Linked DNA regions of Hordeum vulgare: region 2 is linked to region 1. Evidence: chromatin contacts called from public Hi-C data. All regions are on one chromosome and are shown on one strand. Each heading gives the region's core, a stretch centred on a gene start, on an enhancer-like site or on the middle of the called end of the contact. The rest is flanking DNA. Distances are from core to core; before and after follow the strand shown.

What was found. Hi-C and Micro-C count contacts between places; a contact is called where the count stands out from the background.
Region 2: a contact with region 1 is called in a Hi-C map of seedling, with 3 times the contacts expected there. The contact joins the enhancer-like site here to the promoter of LOC123426216 in region 1. A contact is called at or near these places in 3 of 6 Hi-C or Micro-C datasets (leaf and seedling) and 1 of 1 datasets of contacts at active chromatin or transcription factors (embryo).

Annotation. Positions count from the first base shown.
Region 1 is chr1H:99,432,355-99,439,176 of MorexV3_pseudomolecules_assembly, forward strand. LOC123426216 (GDSL esterase/lipase At1g09390-like) reads right to left here and starts at 2,712. Exons shown (of 5, transcript XM_045110007.1): 1 at 2,093-2,712. The coding sequence starts at 2,543.
Region 2 is chr1H:99,636,790-99,643,611 of MorexV3_pseudomolecules_assembly, forward strand. No RefSeq gene overlaps it. Among protein-coding and RNA genes, the nearest start is that of LOC123426224, 52 kb to the right of the region's middle. Within about 2 kb of position 3,747, at least 2 of the 3 cell types and tissues checked have open chromatin away from gene starts, as enhancers often do. A contact at or near this core is called in leaf and seedling, where this site is marked.

The sequences.
Region 1 (6,822 bases), core at 1,462-3,961:
GAAAGGCTCGACCTCTTTCTTTGTTCGTCCAACCCACGGCCACAACAGTGCCACTGGGGAATTCTTGTGGGGATCGCTCCGATTCCGATGGATACGATACGATACGATCATATGGGTCGGGACCGGCCGGCCGGCCGGGACATTGATTTTGGCTCGAAAAACTAGAACGGAAGAAGGTGCAACTCAAGTCGACTTCCCTTCCTTCTTCCTTGTGCGGGGGTGGGCCCAAGCATCCACTCGCTCAAAGGGAGGGATGTCGGTCCGTCTGAGCACCACGGGATCAAAGCGCCACGGGTAGTACCAGTAGGAAATTACTACAACCTACTCCCTCCGCTCCAAAATATAAGACCTTTTAGTATTTCACTAGAAGACTACATACAGAGTAAAATGAGTGAATCTATACTCTAAAATATGTCTATGTGCATCCGTATGTAGTTTATATCCGTATGTAGTTTATAGTACAATCTCTAAAAAGTCTTATATTTAGGAACGTACTCCGTACTACGAAATTGCCATGTGCAGGGAACGACCAAAAAGGGGCGGCTAAAAGATGGGCAGAGAGAGGAGGTAGCCGCCGGTCGTTGGGTCGAGCCATGTGACGCTAGGCGCGGCATGTGACTTTTTGGGTGTTGTAAAATAAACAAAAGAGGAGTCAGTCAGGAGTGGGTGAAGAGTTGCTCCTGCAGCCCTACGTCGCTCCTCCCTCCCTCCCTTTGCACGCCAGGCGCTCCCAACCAAGTCGCTACGCTACGTGCCACCCACCTCTCGCTCGAGTGCACTTCAGCCACCTCGTCGTCAAGGTTCCAGCTATGTCACGTCATCTACGAGCTACGACGAGAGATCGCCGTTTGCCGAAATCGGACTCGCCCTCGCCCTCGCCCTCGTCGACGCGTCAATCCATAATCGGCAACACGATTCTTGCTCTGGATAGGCTCTATCTGCAAACGTACTACTGTGGTCACTCACTCATTCCCTGGCGTCAAGTGCGGCATGATGATGCTTAGGGCCTACGATAATTAAGCTCAGGTGCGCGCGTGTGCGTGACGCGACGAAGATGGCCGGGCTGGGCTGGGCCAGGCAGACGAGCTGTCGGCGTCGTGCGATCGGATGCAGCGGCCAGCGCGGCGCCCTCGCCAACCACTGGTTGGCTGGCTGGACGGATGGATACGCGTGCCACCCTTCCGCTTAACTGATCCACTCCTCCTACAATCTTGTTTATTTTCATTTCTTTCCTAGAGAGTGGAGTAGTTGATTTACATAGTACTACATCAGTGCGGGGTTGTTGGATTGGCATTTGACAGCGAAAGGCCGCACGAGGATGCTTCAAAACCTGGCATGAGATCCCGTATTTTCCCACACAAAGCGGCTCGCTTTTATTTCGTTCCGGCCAGACGTCGGTCAGTGCGCATCATATATCATATGTGGCCACGAAGCTTCAAGCGAAAAGAGCGAACGGACAGGCGTGCGGAGTTTGGCGTCGACTGCCGTCACGCGTTGGCCGGCGATCAATTCGGGGCTGGATCTACCTCCCCGCGATGGCCATGGCCCATGACACCGGCCTTTTCATGGAAACGGGACAAGAGCGTCCGGCGGAGAGACGCGTCTTCTCGCCGTGGTTTTGGCGTCAAGTCGATTGTGTCAAAAACCATCGGAATCCGCCAGACCGAGTTGATTCGGTGACCCTTTGGGTCGAAGAAATTCGGTGGCGTGCTAGCTGGATCGATGCAGGTCACGGTTTGGCCGGCTAAACTTTGGCACGGACTGTTGTGCTGTACTACTACTCCGACAGTATGTACACAACATTGGATTGGGTTCATGTTTCTCCTTTTCAGCTTATTACCATCGCAGCTCCAACAGCTCTCAGCAAAACATTAAACAAAGGGAACAGATGGAGAAATGCGCTCTCCACCTCCCCGCAATCGATTCCCAACGCAGCTACTCCGACAAGGGCTAAATTACGCACTCCGACAAGACATTCGATGGAGTAACGACACTTGATTACTCTAATTGATTCCTACTGCTTCACTCTGGTTAATATAATTAACTAATGGCGGAAGGAGAGGGAGGGGGAGGGGAACGGGGAGGCACTCACAGATGAAGTCGAGGACGACGCGGCCGTCGGAGAGCCTGCCGGTGGGGTGGTGGAAGAAGGCGCGCCCCTCCGGCGGCGCGATGCGGATCCCCATTATCGCCGCCACCCCACCCGTGTCCGAGTTGGAGTCGCCGAAGTTGAACACCACCACCTCCTTCGGCTTCGTCGCCACCTTCGCCGCCGCCTTCGTGGGCGCCTGCGCCATCCCCTTGCTCTTCCGGTGCTCGCCGGCCCCGGCGGGCGCCGCCGCGGTGGCGAGGGCGGAGGTGGTCGAGAGGGCCGCGCCGCTGCCGGCGGCCGGCATGTAGCGGACCGTGGCGAACAGGACGGCCCCGGCCACCGCCCCCAGCACGCAGTAGTACTGCAGCCGCAGCAGGCTCATGTTCTTCATCAGCCCGCCGCCGCTGCCGCCTCCTCCTCCATTGCCTCCCCCGTTCGGCCCGCTCGCCATGGCTGGCCTTCCCGAGCTAGCTAACCAGTAACCACTGCCGCTGTCGGTCTTCTCCCTCCGCGCTCTCTGATCCGCGACTCTTGTCTGTCTGTCTCTCAGTCCGTGTCTCTGTGTTGTTTATATACACTGTTATTTAGCTCCCGAATGCACAATGCTTCAAACGAAGAGAAAGCTGGGCATAAAGAAACCACGTTGCACAAAACATGTGGAGGGTTGGTGTGTGACCCTGTTTACCTTTTGTTTTGGGCACCGCTCTTACGCTTCGGCCAGTCGGTCAGCAGCCGTTTGATCTGAGTTCTAATAGCCGTTCGATCAGCATCAGCGCACTGTCCTGCGCGCCTCCGACCTCCTGCCGCACGAGTATCCCATCCTCTCCCTTGTCATCATCGCTCGTCGCATCACCCTCATGCCCTCTCCCCCCGTCGCTCGTCGCTCGTCGCCGTTGACGCTCGTGCGTGCACATGCTTGTCCCTCCGGAACTCCGGTTGAAGCTTTTTTCATTGTGGTTGAAACTTTTTCCATGTCGCTTGAAGCTTTTTCACAACGGTTGAAGCTATTTTCGTTGCTGGTTGTAGCAAAAACGACATGCTTTTTTTCGTCGGTCTGTGGTTGAAGTTTTTCAAATATATGATTGAATCTTTTGTGTCAACGGTTGCAGCTTTTTGTGTTTCTGTGTCGAGGATTGAAGCTTTTTATATCGCCGGTTGAAGCTTTTTTCTAGCCGATTGAAGCTTTTTTTCATCACCGGTTGCAGCTTCCGCGGTTGCGTGGTGGGTGGACCTCGATTCCCGTCGTCTCTGGTTGAAACTTTCGACTCGTCGCCGGTTGCAACATCGTCGTCTCTGCCATAGCTTTTCGTCTCCAACACTGGTGGCATCCGATGCGGCGGAGCGGGGATTTGTTGAGAAGGTGGCGCGGGAGGCGCCGTCCTGTTCGCCGGAGGAGAAACATGAAAAGGGATAGCCCCCATGCCGACGGGAAGGAAAGGCCAGTGACTCCATGACAGCCGGCGGACGGAATCCGACAGGGAAGGCACGCCGGCTTGAAGGAACACCGTGGATCTGCCCAGAGGCGTGCGATGGGAAAGGATCCCGCGGCCCGCGTGCGTCCGACCTAATGGTTCGGCCGGCACGCCGGGTAGAAACGTTTCCCTTTTGTTTTTGTGACTTCCAATTTAGATCAGCTGGGAGAAGTGCAAGCTGAGAAAACCCGCAAAACTATCTGCCTTTGAGCCGCTATTATTAGTTTTAGACATGGGGTTAATATTGTTATACTTTCGTGTCAAAAGTATTCTATTAACATGATATTATCACTAGAGATAAATATGTTTTTGATCCCTCAAGTTTACAAGAAGTAGACATTTGGTTCCTCAAAACAAATTTGAGATACAGATAGGGTCATTGTCGTCGCCATCGTCCCTCCACACCGGTCGTTGGCGGGTGGAGGAGTGGGAGCCCGACGACGGTGGCCACGTAAAGGCTCGAACCATGACAGGGTGAGGTGTACTGCTTACTTTCGTAGGAGTTATTGGGATTCCCTAAAGAGAAAGAATAAAGTATATGAAAGTGCGTTATATCGACTAGAGGGGGGGGGGTGAATAGGAGATTTTTATAATTTCATCATTGAGGAAATTCCTCACTGATGACTAACTTGCAGCGGAAACAGCAAAGGATCAGGAGTGCAAAGTATCACTACAACAGTTTTTCAAGGTAAAGAATATGAATATCAGTTTGCACAGTATGCAGGCACAGAGACAGCGGGTGAAGAATTTTGGGTTGAGGAATTTCAGAGAAAGTCTTCAACAAATTCTTCAAACAGTGGCAATGAAAGTCTTCAACATACAATGTGAGGAATTGAAAGAGTTGAAGAAATAGAACCCGTTTCACAGTGAAGACAGTGGTTGATGACCTAGTTCCAACTGCTGTGACAGTTGTACATCTGGTTTCGAGCGGCTTGGTATTGAAATCAAAATACACACAGTCCCTACCGTATTCTCCTTGAGCTAAGAACACACAGTCCTTGCCCAACACTCGTGGTAAGTCTTCAGGGCAGACTTCCAAACCCTCACAAACTTGATCACCTGGTGATCCACAATTGACTGCTGGATTGATCTAGACCATGACGCCTAACCTTCTGGAGGATGCACAGTCCTCAAAGGTAAAATGCTTCAGTCCCACACAAGAACAACTTCTTCAGTGATGCTCAATCACTTGGTTTTCGGTTTGTGGTTTGGTGTTTGGGGTATTTCCTCACTGATGAATTACTCTCGAAGACTTTGAGGAATTTGGGTTGCTCTTATGACAAGTGTCAGTTTCCAACGGAGCAGCCAACCACCTAATGGTTGTGGGGGCGGCTATTTATAGCCTGGGAGCATCCCGACATGATTTGACATTAATGCCCTTAAATAATATGACCGTTGGTGTGGATAAGATCACTCATGTGGCGCGACTTGCGGTAACGGTCGGGACCCTCAACTGTGAGAGTCCTCATGTCTCTCATATTCCTCACTTGAGGCTAGATACATCTCCATCGCATCTACTTTTCCAAACTCTTTTGCCCTTGTTTTGGACTCTAATTTGCATGATTTGAATGGAACTAACCCGGACTGACGTTGTTTTTAGCACAATTACCATGGTGTTGTTTTTGTGCAGAAATGAAAGTTCTCGGAACGTCCTGAAAATTTACGAAGAATATTTTTGGAAAATATGAAAAATACCTGCGCAAAGATCCACCGGAGGGGACGGGCCAGTGGGCCACAAGCCCTGTGGCCGCGACCTCCCCCCTGGCCGTGGCCACCAGGGCTGTGGGGCCCACGTGGATCTGCCGCCCCCAATTCCAGCGCTATTTATTCCTTTTCGTCCCGAAAAAAAATCAAGAGAGCAGATTTCATCACGTTTCACGATCCAGAGGCGCCGCCACATCCCGTTCTTGCCCTGGAGGGCAGATTTGGAGTCCGTTTTGGGCTCCGGATCAAGGAGATCGTCGCCATCGTCATCATCAACCTTCTTCCCTCTCAAATTACATGAAGCTCTTCATCATTCGTGAGTAATCTATTCGTAGGCTCGCTGGGCGGTGATGAGTAGGATGAGATCTATCATGTAATCGAGTTAGTTTTAACGGGGATTGATCCCTAGTATCCACTATGTTCTGAGACTGATGTTGCTACTACTTTGCCATGCTTAATGCTTGTCACTAGGGCCCGAGTGCCATGATTTTAGATCTGAAATTATTATGTTGTCACCAATATATGTGTGTTTTAGTTCCGATCTTGCAAGTTGTAGTTACCTACTATGTGTTATGATCCGGCAACCCCGGAGTGACAATAGCCGGAACCACTCCCAGTGATGACCATAGTTTGAGGAGTTCATGTGTTCACCAAGTGCTAATGCGTTGGTCCGGTTCTTTATTAAAAGGAGAACCTTAATATCCCGTAGTATCCATTTGGACCCCGCTGCCATGGGAGGGATGGACAATAGATGCCATGCAAGTTCTTTTCCCTAAGCACGTATGACTACACACGGAATGCATGCCTACATCACATTGACGAACGGGAGCTAGCCACATATCTCTCCGTGTTATAACTGTTGCATGATGAATGTCATCCAACAAATCACCAATCCATTGCCTACGAGTTTGTCCCACTGCTATTGTTACTTGCTGCTACTGTTAATTGCTCTGCTGCTACTGTTGTTACTACTGTTGCTGCTACTGTTACTTGATGCTACTGTCACTTGCTTTGTCCTGCTGCTGCTGCCACTACTATTGCTACTACTGTTACTTGCTACTATTGCTACTTGCTACTGCTGTCACTATTGCTGTTCCTTGCCACTGCTGTTACTCGTTACACTGCTGCTACCTGCTATAATACTTTTCTAGTGCCATTGATACTTCAGTTAGGGATAATCTGCCGTCAACAGATTCTTTCCTAGCACCGTTGCTATCATACTACTTTGTTGCTTATATCCTGCTTGGAGATACTAATCTTTCATGTGTGGTTGAGCTGACAACTCAACTGCTAATACTGGAGAATATCCTTTCACTCCCATCGTGTCGAACCAACAAATTTGGATTGAATACTCTACCCTCAAAAACTGCCGCGGTCCCACACGCTGGTGGGCCATTGCAAGACAATTGCTAATTGTTGAGCAACTGGAAGCAGTTCTTTTCTGGTGCCATTGCCAGGGGACTGCTAGCAGCTCTTTTCTGGCGCCGTTGCCGGGGAGAATAGCTACATTCTCTGAGTCACTTGGGATTTATATCTGCTGATCACTATGAAGAA
Region 2 (6,822 bases), core at 2,497-4,996, 210 kb after region 1:
ACTTATGGATGAAGGAAGCAACCTCAACTTAATCTATGAGGAGACGGTTAGGAAGATGGGCATCGATCGGATCAAGCCGAGTAGCACTACCTTTAAAGGTGTCATACTAGGTGTTGAGGCTCGTTGCACTCGAACCGTGTCACTTGAGGTCGTCTACGGATCACCCGAGAACTTCACAAGCGAGAAGTTACTCTTTGACATTTTCCCCTTTCAAAGTGGATACCATGTGCTCGTAGGGCGCAGAACATTCGCTCGCTTCAACGCAGTCCCGCACTATGCTTACCCCAACCTCAAAATGTCGGGAACCAATGGTGTTAACACAATTAATGGTAACATGGAACACTGCCTTCATACTGAGGAGAAGACCAGACCTTCGTAGCCAAGGTGCGGGCATCCGAGGACGCAGCCCGTGGCGGTAAACGCACTTCTAGCTCTTCAAAGCGTATGTGGGCCACGTTAGTGGACCTCGGATACATAACCTCACACCCTAAATAGGGATGCGGGCTCCTCGCGCGCTCCCCTTGGAAGGGGCACTATGTCCTAGGGTGCACAATTTCGCACTAAAAATCCCTCAGGCCGCCGAGGAGCCAAAATTTATGGAAACACCGGATCGGCTAGACCGTTGAGCGACTAAGACTCAAGCTTCCATATCTGCAAGCTCGCGTCAAAGAGCTAGCCAGGATAGTATACCCACGTGGCTTCAACCACACAAGTTGACATCTACGGACCTCTTAAAAGGACTGGGCGAGCGAGCATGTTAAGCACTCGCAAGGCCAAGGTTGCATATAGCCCATCTCAGTCTTCACCATGAACGGGGATAAGCTGGTCAACAACATGGAGACATAGACGTGCGGCAAGAAGCGGTCGGGCTCATAAAACCGATGATAATATCCGTTGTATTTTTATGTGCTCCTTTATTTACCTTTTTTGCATCGTATCTTTTTTGTTTCTCTTGTTACAACTCGGCTTGTAAAGCTTGAAGTTGTAAAATGAAGAAAGCATGCCCCTCAAGGTTCTTACCGTATATGCGTACAAGAACTGCCTATGAGCTACAAGAACGTCTGTAAGATACAACTGCTAAAGGGCTTAGTTTCCCTGTCTTGAAATACATGATCGAAATACTCAGCATCTCGGATGTTGCATTATGTCTACTACACAACTTGTTCTTGTAGACATGTGTTGGGCCTCCAAGCGCAGAGTTTTGTACGACAGTAGCAATTTTCCCTCAAGCGGGTGACCTAAGGTTTATCAATCTGTGGGAGGCGTAGGATGAAGATAGTCTCTCTCAAGCAAGCATGCAATCAAATACAAGAAATCTCTTGTGTCCCCAACACACCCAATACAATGGTAAATTATATCGGTACACTAGTTCAGCGAAGAGATGATGATAAAAGTGTAGTATTGATAGTAGATATGAGTTTTTGTTGTGCGAACAATAAAAAACAACAAGGTAGTAAATAATAAAACGGAGCACAAATGGTATTGCAATGATAGAAAATGAGGCCTAGGATACATACTTACACTAGTGCAATCTCTCAACAATGCTAACATAGTTGGGTCATATGATTATCCCTCAAAGTGCAATAAAGAATTACTCCCAAGTTCCTATTAGCATAGAACAAAAGATAGAAATTGTTTGTAGGGTGCAAAACCACCCCGAAGTTGTTCTTTCTGGTCGATCTATTGGGCTATTCCTATAAGTGCCACAAACAACCCTAGAGTTTGTACTAAAATAGCACCATATGACCCACATCAACCAACTCTAATGTCACCTAGATACTCCAATGCCACCACAAGTATCCGTGAGTTGATTCTACGATATGCATCAAACAACTTCATAATCATAATATTCAATCTACACAAAGAACTACAAGGAGTCCCCAAAGTTTCTATCCGCGAAAAGATAATGAAAACGTGCATCAACCCCTATGCATAGATTACCCCAATGTCACCACGGGAATTCGCAAGTTGAGTGCCATAACGTACATTAAGTGAATCAATATGATACCCCATTGTCACCTCGAGTGTTCATTATGCAAGACATACATTATGTGTTCCTAAATCTGAATATTCAATCCGACAATAACAAAACTTCAAAGGGAAAAGATTCAATTCATCACAACAAGGATGAAGAGGGAAGAAACATCAAAGGTTCAATTCATCACAACAAGGATAGAGAGGGGAGAAACATCAAACATGTGTTCCTATGCATAGTTTGATGAAGAACCATGATGTAGTTAGATGAAGAATCATGATGTAGTTTCACCCACGAACGTTTTTCTAATTTTACAGTTTCATATATGGGGTCTGATCTTTGGCGGATGAAATGGCCCCGCAAAATTGCTACGCAACGACCTGTAAACGCATTTTACGGGTCGCTCTTTTATGGGGTGTGCTAGAGATGAGAATCTCCAGCAGACCGCGTATAATGGTCAAACCCGTAAAAATGACGGGTTTACAGTTTCGGTCGGAAAAACGGCACAGAGCAGACCCCGTAAAACTTGTTCGATCCGTAAACTTTTTAAGAGCCACGGTAAATCCATCCGCAAAAACCTTATATGTGCAGTTTTGAAGGAAGTGTACAGTTCAACCCGTAAACTGCTCAAACCTCGTCGGAGCAAACGCGCCGCCGTGGAACTGGCCAGAATCTATCTGGAACTCACCGAAATCCGTCGCCGCATGTCGAAAGAAGCCGCCGCACGCCGGAATTTATCGCCGCCGGTCCAATTTGCGACCAGCTCAACCTGCACTGTTGAGGCGAGGTCGTCCATCGGCAGGATGGAGCGGGCCACCGGCAGCCTGAATCAAGGCGGGACGGCACCGGAGAAGAGCGGGGCGGGGTGGGGGACCTCGCGCGGCCACGACGGGGAACGTACGCGCGGCGGCGGACAGTGTCGAGCTCAATCGGGGACGGACAGTGCTGAGCTCAATCGGGGGTGGGTGGCACAGACCTCCTCCACTGCATGTGTGGCCGGGAATGGGCAGCGCTAGGACGAGGCGGGCGGCGCGGGGCGAGCGGGGGTGGCAGGGCGAGGCACGCTGTGGCCGAAAAGTACTCGTCGGGAACGGGAGGAGAAAAGAAAAAAAAAATAGGCTCTAGCTGGATACAGTTTTATTTACGGGATGTATTTTGTCCGGAACAATTTCATACCATAAAAATGATTTATAGTGTCCCTTATATGCGTTTTTACGGATCAGTTTTTACAGGGTCTGATAGAGATGCTCTTAGCTTGTGCACTATGATTGGCATTGAAATAAATAAAAATTGAGGTTGGACTTAATGATTCTTTTTTTTCTTTCTCTGGAGGTTGAGTAATAGACCATAATGAAAAGGATCTAGGTGATAGGAGAATTATGATTCGGAGGCGACGGGAGTGCGATCATTTCAGTTGAAAGAGCTGACAGGGGAATTATGATGCAGAGGCGCCCATTGCTTTGCTTTGTACCAGCGCAATGCAGTGACCACCGCGGAGCGAGTGACATCGTCGGTTCAGCGAGAGGTGGAACGCACACAAAGGGCGCGCTTTAGTCGTTGTCGTCACTTGTCATTGACGTATGGAAGAACGCCGTTGTCTGGTGGATCGGCGGTGGTGGTCAAGAAGGCCAAGTGAGGTCGTTCGTGTTTGGTGGGATGTACTCCCTTTCCGAAGCTGCGGCGGCAACCGCGACGGCGCACCGACAGGTCGGTAGCGTGCAACCGCGGCAGAGGCCACAGAGTACGTACGTCCGGTGTGGAGGACGAGGGCGAGGGGAGACAATTGTCGATGAATGACCTTCAACGTACGCAACGTCCGTGCAGGTGCAGTGCAACGGAGCTAACCCGTGAGCCGTGATACACCATCTGAAGAGCAAAATTGGGAAGGAGCCATGTTTAACGATTTCCTGGAGTGCGGGAGTCTAGGATATAAAATGTGTGTCTCGTTTGTCGACGGCTTATCGGTGTGGTATGGGCTTCATCCTTTGATACGGCAACTCCGAGAAAAAAAAGGAAATGATTGCAGTGCTGATAAAGGAACAAGTATGTCACCAACCCTCAACAGAAGAGCTAGAATGTTGGCCTGGAGGCTTGCTTCGGTACAACCCCTTAATGTATAAGGACATTATGGTCATATGATAGCTAGCGCATGCCTGCGCCGCTTCGGGCCGTATACACGCGTCGCCCCGCATCACTAACGGCCGAACCGATGATTAAGCCGTTGGTCGAGCAGATGATTAGGTGACAGGAGAAATGAGCCCTCCCCCCTCCTCTCGCAGGACCGTCACCGCCGTTGGTTGCAATTTTCCTCTCAACGTCGCCCTTCATCTTGGTTTCGTCCGCTTCATCGAAGTTGTCGTCATCCGCATCATGCCGTCATCTGGCCTCCGTCCTCGTCGTCGCTGTCCTCAAACAGGCATGAGACACGTACCTCACGGCCTAGACCGGCGACATCGGCACCCGCCAAACCCTAGGTTTGTCTTCACCGAGTATGAGTCCTTGTACATAAAGTTGTCAGAATCGCGACTCAAGTCTTAGAATCTTACGACTTTACGATCCAAACCAGCCCCTCCAATTCTACGATTTTGCTAATCGAATCTAAGATTCTACGATCCTGATAGTTATGATTCTATGATTCACGATCCTACCAACGGAGCTCCGATCCGATTCAGAATCACGATTCTGACAACCTTGTAACATCTAGATTTATTTTGGACTGAGAAATAATTATATTTTATATTATACAATGTTCTTATTGAGTATTGAATTGAGGAACAAACAGGATTTACGGATGCGTTCTTCCACACGAGTAAGTGGTATGCTAGCGATACTGTCGGTTGTACACATTATGATAACGGTGATGAAGATGATTATAGGAGTGACAATGAATCTTGGTCGTCATACGATAATTTTCCTAAGGGGAACTTTCAAATGAAACATGATGGTGCTTGCAGTGAAAACGTAAGTTTGCGACGACTTGAGGGGGTTACGGGCACGGCGAGGCGCGCGGTGGGGTCGTCGGTGTGCTGGGTTGGTCGGGGTACGGCTCCTGGCTTGTAAATCAGTTAAAACAAAATGGACGGCGTCATATGTAACTATTGTGCATGAAATAAATCTCTTACGAGGCCGGTTGCCCACAGTGCACGCAAGCTCGACAGGTGATGGATTCAAGACCGCGACGAGACGGTAGGCTCACGGCGGGACAATGGGATGGCACGTCAATATACCAGGTTTTTGGAGGAAGGTGGGTGACGAGATGGCGGCAAGATTGTCGTGGGGCGGAATATGTGGGCGGCGAGATGAAGACCAGAAAGTGGTGGGGCGGAAGGCGGGCTGCGAGATTGCGATGGGGAGGCTAGTGAAGGCGGACGGCGAGATCGCGGTGGGGCGGCTAGCTAGGGTGGGTGGCGTGATCGCGGTGGGGCGGCTAGGGTGGGGGCAGATGGCAGGCGTCTAAGGCGAGCGACGTGATCGTGCGCATGCACGCGCGCAAATCGCGTGATATATTCCCTGGTCCAAGTCTATCGCGTTGTCCCCACACCTGAGTTAGTGCCACACGACGTGTCAGTTCACGCCGTTTGCCCCGTGCAGAATGAATTAGTCTCACCTTGCCCTGGCCATATGGTTTTGACCTCCTTAAATATGAAATTACTTCAATTATTATAAGCGTCGGTGTTCATTAAACTCTACTTCGGGGATATGGAGGACCATTATGAATCTTTATCTGTACCTAACAGATGAAGGCTCATGATGGTTCTGCATATTCTCGAAGTAGAGAATAGTGATGACTGATGTATTTTTTACACTGTAATATTTTTTTGTATTCCAAAACACTGGTCAAACGTGACGCAACGTCCATGCACGCACTCAAATTTCTTTGACACGCTGGCATCACCATCGCAAGCATATACCTAAGTTTTCAACCATTTTCTACATTGTATGCATTTTCTATGTTTTTCAGGGGAAAAAACCCTAAAACATGTTGGGGAACTACGCATGGGAAACAAAAAAAATTCTACGCTCACCAAGATCAATCTATGGAGATCAACATCTACGAGAGGAGGAATTCATCTAAATACCCTTGTAGATCGCTAAGCGGAAGCGTTGAGAAACGCGATTGATGTAGTCGAACATCCTCGCGATCCAATCAGGATCCGTCCCACGATCCAATCACGAATGTCCCAATCAAGTGCCGAATGGACAGCACCTCCGCGTTCAACACACGTACAGCTTGATGACGTCTTCACCACCTCGATCCAGCGAGCGTGGATGAAGTAGTAGCTAAGTTCTCCGGCAGCACGATGGCGTGGTGACGGTGGTGATGGTGCGATCTTGCCAGGGCTTCATTAAGTGATGTCGCGATCACGACGACCGAGAATTACTATGAGAGAGAGAGGTATGGCCCCGCCAAGCAATTGTCTGTTGGCTGCCTTCCTCTCCCTCTCTATTTATAGAAGTAACGGGTAGGTAGGGCTCAGCCTTGGTCCCTCCTCCAAGGGAGCTGGACACCCTAGGGAGGACTCCTCCTCCACCAAACCCTTGGGCGCATGGGCCCTATAGTGGTCGGTTGCCCAGCCCACCAGGGGTTGGTGCGCCACCCATGTGGCCCCGCGGGGTGGGTGGGACCCTCCCGGTGGACCCCCGGAACCGTTCCGGCACTCCTGATACAATATCGAAAACACCCCGAAATATTTCTCGAACTTGAATACCACTTTCCGGTATATAAATCTTTATCTCCAGACTATTCCGGAGCTCCTCGTGACGTTTGGAATCTCATCCTGGGCTCCGAATTTTTTTGGTCACCAACATATATAACTCAACAATACCAAAATCGTCACCGGACGTTA